Linked DNA regions of Zea mays: region 1 is linked to region 2. Evidence: chromatin contacts called from public Hi-C data. All regions are on one chromosome and are shown on one strand. The core of a region is the stretch at or near the end of the contact, and the rest is flanking DNA. Distances in the headings are between cores, read along the strand shown. Region 1 holds the start of LOC100304237 (Ubiquitin-like superfamily protein). Region 2 has its middle 69 kb from the start of LOC100284943.

Evidence for each region. A called contact is a pair of places that touch in the nucleus more often than the background predicts.
Region 1: a contact with region 2 is called in a Hi-C map of leaf mesophyll, with 2.5 times the contacts expected there. The contact joins the promoter of LOC100304237 here to the enhancer-like site in region 2. A contact is called at or near these places in 9 of 25 Hi-C or Micro-C datasets (bundle sheath, ear, leaf and 3 more).

Annotation. Positions count from the first base shown.
Region 1 is chr5:101,708,432-101,712,601 of Zm-B73-REFERENCE-NAM-5.0, forward strand. It overlaps LOC100304237 (Ubiquitin-like superfamily protein), which reads right to left and starts at 2,106. Exons shown (of 5, transcript NM_001165682.1): 1 at 1,642-2,106; 2 at 1,435-1,534; 3 at 1,121-1,220; 4 at 1-31. The coding sequence starts at 1,846.
Region 2 is chr5:101,550,153-101,553,762 of Zm-B73-REFERENCE-NAM-5.0, forward strand. No RefSeq gene overlaps it. Among protein-coding and RNA genes, the nearest start is that of LOC100284943, 69 kb to the right of the region's middle. Within about 2 kb of position 2,304, at least 7 of the 20 cell types and tissues checked have an H3K27ac peak or open chromatin away from gene starts, as enhancers often do. A contact at or near this core is called in bundle sheath, ear, leaf mesophyll and 1 more, where this site is marked.

The sequences.
Region 1 (4,170 bases), core at 856-3,355, 160 kb after region 2:
AGTCAACAGACAGATGCTGGGCAAAATGAAGCTGCATGAGGGGAGAAAGTATAAGAAAAGGTATGGCACGGAAAGCAAGGATGGCTACATCGCAATGCAAAGTTTAAATGAGGTTTCAAACTTGTGTAGCATGTCAGAAATACTCAAAAAAATACCTCAATCCTCAATAAATGATAAGGCTGGCTTGTTAAAGGCTCCTCTACCATAAATATAGAGGATCAAACGGTTCTCTACGCTCTCCAACAACGTTCTCTAAATTTAGAGAACGCTATTGGATTCTTTATATATAGAGTTTCTCTAAACAGTCCTCTATCCATTTGAATACTTTAAATAACCGGTTTAACAAAATCAAAATATGTACAATACATTTGAGAGTATGACAAATACGTATGTACAAAAAATAAAAAATAAAAATGTCTCTAATATAGGTATTTACGTATAGAGAACGTGATTTAAATAACGTTGTTGAAGAGCAAGAAGATATAGATGATGTAATATTTTAGAGAATACTGTAAATGATGGATATAGAGAACGTTGCTGGAGATAGCCTTAAATACCGCTAGGAAAGTTTTGATATATTTGATTATCTGAGCAGGATGGCTTGACAGTAATGTTTTTTTCCTATTTGCATATTATGGTACTGCAAGCGCACATATTCCAGATCATCATGACATCGTAAATTTCCTTCCGATTCAAGAAACGTAATACATGATAGAAGCAGTCCAGACTGCATCACTGTTACTGAACATCTAATACAATAGGATATAGCACTCAACTGGGGTTAATAGAGTCAGCCTGAATCGAGCGAGCTGAGCATGTATCTGTTGTGCTTGTGCAGATGCAGGGGGGAGAAGGGGATTGTGTTTTACAAAAATACTTGGCATGTAGTATTTGTTCTGTTTGGTAAATGAAGCAGGAAAAGTAATATTCTGTCTTATCTCACAAGACAGAGCAGAATTAGTCGGCACTAAAAGGCAAAATGCATCCAGGAACTTCTATTTGGTAAATGAAGCAGGGTAAGTAATATTCTGGCTTATCTCACAAGACAGAGCAGAATTAGTCGGCACTAAAAGGAAAAATGCATCCAAGAACCTATGGCTGTTTAAGGAAGTGCATGTACCACATCACCATCTCTTATACCAAACCCACGCAATGTTGCCTTGTCATCCGTCAGTCTCTCGTCCTTGAAGCATAAGCAGAAGTGACTCCACACGTGATTCCTACAACAAGCAAGCAACAGCCTTGAAGTTTAAGTTGCCAACATCATTCAGATTTCAGAGTCGCATTTAAGCAGACAACAGCAAATTTGAAATCGACAACCACATAACACGATTTCGTGGTAACGAAATGCAAACCCAATAGTTCATGGTTTTCATACTGACCATCAATAGGAGATAAACAAAATCAGAAAAAAAATAATCCATGGGCGCGTACCAAGAGATGGTCTTCTGGGTGTCGTCATAGAGGGCGGAGAACAAGTTCTCTATGGTCACCTTGAGCTCCCACACCGTGGCCGACCGCGCGATTTCAATGTCTGTTTGTGCGCGGGCAAAACGTGGAGAAATCCACAATTACCCTATAAAAAATCCACGATCCCTTTCGGGGAAAAGTAAATGGCGCAAGGATCAATCCGGAGGGTACCGAAGAAGGAGTCGTCAAGCTTCTGAACGGTGAGGCGGAGGCGGGGCTCCGGGAGGCGGCGGTAGGAGAAGCTGCTCCTGCCGCAGGCGAGCGCGCCGATGCAGTCCGTGCCGCCGCCGGCGGCGAGATCCTCGAGATCGAGCTCGAGCGCGGCGCCAATGTCGCCGGTGGCGTCGGGGGACGCCGGGAGGGAGCTGGCCGGCATCGCACACGCATGTAGCGAACCCGAAAAACTGAATAAATCCGAGTTATCCGGCCGCACGGAATCGGCAACCGACCAATCCCTTGACAGAATGAGCGGGGAGAGATCGACCAGCCCCGCGAAATGCCCCGTGAGACCGGCCGATCGGTCGAGGGAGAGGGAACGGAGGAGGCTCTTCGAGGCGACAGCAAACGAGGAACAGCACGGTGATGGCTCGCCCTCGCTTGGATTACCCTCCCCGGCGGGGTGGTTGTCGTTTCGCCGAGGAGGGAGGAGGGGGTGCCTCGGGGAGTCGGGGGGCAGGGAACGGTAGCCGTTGCACGTTGGAGGCGACAGGCGAGGCGACAGAGCCCCTGCGTGCCGTTTCGCTTGGCGGCGGCGGCCCGCGGCCGTGAGCTGGTGGCCCGACAACGCGATGGCGCGAATCGAGTGCGTTTTGGGCTTGAGCCACGCTCGACGGTAGCACGGCCCACTTGGGAGAGGCTGAAAAGTGAAAAGAAAAAATGAGTATTTTGTTCCTCGACTATTTGTTATAAAGAAAAGGTCAACTTTTCGTCTATCAGAACAGGACGTCTAGTCTCTTGATTCTCTTGATGGTTATTGTTATTTATCTTTTATATTTATTTCGGTTATACGTCAAGTTTACAAGAACGGTACGGCGCTAGCAAAGGATTTACATCTCTAGGTTGTAACTAATGACATGTTGGCGGATGATACAATCTGCTCTCTCCGCCCTAATTTATAATTTATTTATTTTTTTATCAAATTTAGCTGGTTTTATTTAAAAAAATTTCAAAAAAATAAAAAAATTAAAGTCACCATCGATATACGTGTTGGTCACTTATTTTTTATTACTGGGAACCATAAAATAAGACAACACAATTGTTAAACGTTAAGGATCTTCATCCTTCGGCGCATTATCTTCCTTCGAGTATAATGAGTCTTAGACGAATGTCATAAAAAATAAGTTTTCATCATTCATAAATATAAAAAGCATAGTTACAGATGTAACATTATGTCATTTATTCATTTCATATCAAATGTTAAACAATATTATAATACATCTCATATATTAATAAAGTAATACATAATGTACATTACATCTGTACCTTCGGCTTGTTCGAAGGAAAAAACGTGAATGCGATTCCAATCCAGCGTGAACAATACAAAGTACTATTCATCTATTTATAGGCAGTCGTACAACTTCGTACGATATTACATTCATGCCCTCAAAAATTACACACAAAGTTTACAAATATCACAGGGATAATATTGTCATTTGCACTTAGCAGCTTGGACAATACCTTCTCCTTACGTCGCCTTCATGCGTCAACATAACGAAGCTTACTTCGTTGCACTTCCATTATTATCCGCGGAGCTTTTCTGATGACGAAGCTCCTGTAACACTTAGTAACATGCTGATAACAAATGGTCGTTAGCCGTGTTTTTTAGGACCTTCGGAAGACGAAGGCCCCCAACAGTAGCCCCTCGCAGTATTAGTTTGTTTCTTTGTAACAAATTCAGACTGTAAAACGAACGAAGGCCTTTAACCGAAGGTCCGAAAAAACACGTTCCCCTCGCTAGAATAGCGAAACCTTCTAAATCGTGGGGGCCACTTTGCAGTAGTGCTTTGTATATATATATATGATGGTTGTGATAAAAAATATTTTCCATGCTTTCAAGCTTGTGTTGGCTTTGTTCTTTGGCTTGCTGATAATGTAACCGCGACTATGTTCGAGCTTCGGCTTTTTGTTTCAACAAACACTGAGATGGCCGAAGATAAGAGGAGTGAGGACCCCGCACTGGACCGTCACAAAAATCATAGTTAAAAAAATAACAAAAAAGGAATCACATAACGCAGCTGTCGCACGACAGCCGCCGCCACGCCTTCGCCCGCAGATGCTCCGACGATTTATCCGCCTCCATCAACAGCAGCGCACAAATGCGCCCACAGGTCCAACTAGGGCTGGAAACGAGCCGAGCCGAGCTCGGCTCGGCTCGGTGCAGCTTGGTGCCTGACCGAGCTCGGCTCGGCTCGACTCGGTGCTTTTACGAGCTGAGGAACCAGGCTCGGCTCGGCTCGAAGGCGGCTCGCGAGCTAGCTCGGCTCGGCTCGCGAGCCACACCCTGATATTATATAATTGCATTATATAGTGAATTATTAGTATATAAATATGAATATATAGATATCATTCATTATTATGAGGAATCTAAATTATTAATTGTCATACATCTATCATGAAACGCTAAGGAACAAACTGACAACCTATAAAATTAGTCAATATCCAACATTATTCTACATATTAAGAAATTTGACACAGCTCGCG
Region 2 (3,610 bases), core at 1,054-3,553:
CTTCCATCGTGTAATCCTTATTATACACAGTATCCTCGAATTTCTTGACCTGAAAAAAGGTTTATGTAGTATCACATGAAAATATTTGTAAACCAGATCCGAAACTCAGAGGTGCATGCACAATTACAAGGTGCATAAAAAGTGCCAGAGTATGCTATCTTACTTTAGACAATAATCTATTGAAGTCCTCATTTGGCAAATCGTTGTATCGGTCAAAATAAGTTTGACTGACGTAATGTATCCGTGGGAGCTCCTGAGATAAGTTCTCATCTTCAGTCACGAAGTCAACAAATAGAACCTATATGAAAACAAGAGATCATTAGAAAATTCATTTGCAAGTAATTCATTCAAGAAAAATCTGCTATGACAGACTTACAGGGGGCAAGTAGACAACTCCATGACACTTTCTATGTGCACACGTGCTATTCTTATACTTTTTGATGCCATGTATAAGAAAATCCACGAAAAAATCACACCATGCCAAATTCTTCCACTGATCAATAGGATACTTCTTGAGAATACCCAATAAACACCTCTCAAGTTGTCGATTCGACCTCGGAGCCAAGAAAAATGAAAATGCTTGCAGCATGAATGATGCAATAGGTCTCATCATCCAAATCTGAATTCTCACGAAGTTTAGCAATCCAATCGGAATAATATGATGACCCCTTTTCTCCTCTGATTTGGTTGTGAGCATTTTTCTCAGTTGTTCGCAGTTGGGATCTTTCCCCTCCTTATCTGGATTCTCAAAGTCAAACAAAATGTGAATTCTTCCATTGGGCAGACCTAGAACTTTCTACCCCACTATGTGTAAATTTATGGGTACAGTACCAATCATGAACAAGTTTTCTTCAACATCGAAACACTCTAGCAACTGACCGATTAAGGTCTTGTTGAGCACAACAGGCAGCATTTTAAATAAATTGTGGAGGAATAACTTATACATGACATTCTAAGATTCTACCTGCTGACTTGGCCCTTTCGTTGTGTTTAGCAGGCATTTCGTTTGGAATAGAGAAATTTTGTCTCTTCACCCAGGAAATTCGTTGATTCCCATGAATATCTGTGTGCACGAAAGGAATTTCTTGTGTCACACAGGCATCTGAATAAGGAATTTCATTGTTTTGACCAGGAATTTCGTCCTGGCAACCACTGTTCCCCATCTAGAATGACATCCAGTACGTATTTATTGAGTTTGTGCCACGTATGTGGAGCGAATCACTAAACCAATCTCCATGTCTTGAGAACCAGGAGATAACTGAGTTTCAAGTGGCAGATTGTGTATATAGCCTCTTTTCCTGGCAGCAACGCAGAAGTACTTGGAGTCCACAAACTACGGCTGAATATCGTACAAGAATCTTGATATGGTAGTCCAGACACCCTTTGAAGCAAGAGCAACATTCTTGTAGTAGAAGTATGGTGGACCAATAGCTTGTGTAGGCAGCAATCTGTCTACTGGTCTTGTCCAATGGTCCGGCAAGTTAAATCCAACCATTGGATTTGGGAGAGGCATGTGTTCTTCACAGCTACCATCTAATGGGCATCTACTTCCCTATGCTTGACCTCCATATCTCTTTCTCTTTTTTTGTTCCCATCCATGAACCTTCCTTTGTTTCTCCCTCCATAGGAGGAATCTGGCTTGGGTTGGCCTAAACAAGGTTGCTCCTCTAGAGTCTGATGAGATGGAGTTCCTGCTTGGCTTTCCCAAGGATCACAACAAAGGTATCAACAGGACAGAGAGGTACCGATCTCTAGGAAACTTGTTTCAGGTTGACACTGTTGCTTACCATCTCTCGGTCCTCAAGGATATGTACCCACGAGGCATGAACATACTATCTCTATTCACTGGCATCGGAGGAGTAGAGGTGGATCTCCATATGCTCGGTATACGCATGAACACAGTCGTTTCAGTAGAGAATCTGAGGTCAACAAGACGATTCTGAAGAGCTGGTGGGATCAGACGTAGACCGATACCTTTATTGAGATCAATGATGTGTAGACACTTACAACTGATAAGATCAAGACATATACTCGCCAGCCTTGTTGGCGCGTCCGATGCTCTACTGCCACGCGTCAATGTTAGGTGTCGAACCCGATTTATTCTAGTGCATTCACATAGTCCGCAAATTTGTGTTTGCAGTTGGATTCAGAAGAAAATAACATAAAATAGAAGATAGAAAACAAGAGCAAGAAATAGAGAAAAGAAATGAGAGAAAGAAGCCCAATACCCCAGCTGGCCCAACCCTTCTTCTCCTCCCCCTGAGCCCACGCTCGGGCGGCCCACCAGGCCAGCGCCTCTCCCAGCACGCTTGGCCTGCCCCGTGCAGCCCACTCCCGCACCACGCTTCTGGCCCAACCGAGGCCCACTCCGCTTGCCCCCTCGCTCTCCTCCCACCTACGGCCCAGCCTTCCCCCGCAGGCCCAGCGCGCCTCCCCCCCTTGGCTGGCCTTCTCGCAGGCTCAGTGCGTAGCCCACCCCAGCCGTTGTCCCGCGCTCCACAGCCCAGCGTGCGCCGCACTACAGCCCAGCCGCCCCGCGCGCTCCTCCTCGCCCACGCCACACGCGCGCAGCCCATGCGCGCCCCTTGTCGTGGCTGCATGCGCTGCATGCCTTGCCCAACTGCCACTGGCCCCACCAGTTGGCCCCTCTACCTCCTCAACTAGGACGTGCACATGATGCCTTGGAGCCGCCTCTGCATTCTCTCCCTACGCATAACCTCTCTCCCTCTCTCCTCGCGACCGCTGCACGAGGTACCTCGCCATCGCGGCCAGCGCAGGCGCGGCGCAGCGGCCCGGTGCCCAGCCACCACCTTCTCCTTTAATCGATGACGAGCTGCCCGTTCCTAGCAGACGAACTCTGCCTGCCCCGACACATCGCGCAGCTGCTCTGCTGCTTGCCGCGCACAGCAGCCGACATGCTGCTGGCGAGCATCTGCATCTGCTGCCCAGCGCGCTCGCCCGTCGCACCTGGCCATGTCGGAGGAGCCCGTGCTGATCGTCGCCGCACCGAGCTCGCCCAGCCGCACCAAAGCACCACCGTCCAAGCCTCGTTTCAAGGTGAGAATGGCTTCTACCCCGGTCTACCCATTGTCTACCCCTTGACACAGCCCCGTCGCACCCTCGCTGTCATGCGATCTGCGCTGCGCGCAGCACGTCTGACTTGCGCGCAAGTCACGCGTTGTCGTCGTCCATTCATGTTCGTGCACGCGCACCACGCGTCCGATCTGGACATAATTAGCGTGTTGTAGCGCGCGTTGCGCGAGATGTTTCGCCCGTGCTGTTCACACGGGTTGTCATTTGCGAAGTGTCGCGTACTTCGTTTCACGCGTTGTCGCGTGTGTTATTAAATTGTTTTCGCTTATGATCACTTACATTAATTAGTCACCTATGTAGCTGTTAACTATTAGAATATCAAATTAATCGAAACTAAGTAGTTGCGTTAATTTATATTTTATAAATGCCTGCTAATATAATTATGCATTTGTAGATACCTGTTAACTTAACGTGATTGTACCGACTTAAATGCTATATTTAATATAGAAACGACATAATTTGGTAGTATTTGTATGTCGCGTCATTTATTAGCCGCGAATTGTTAATTATTTAATAT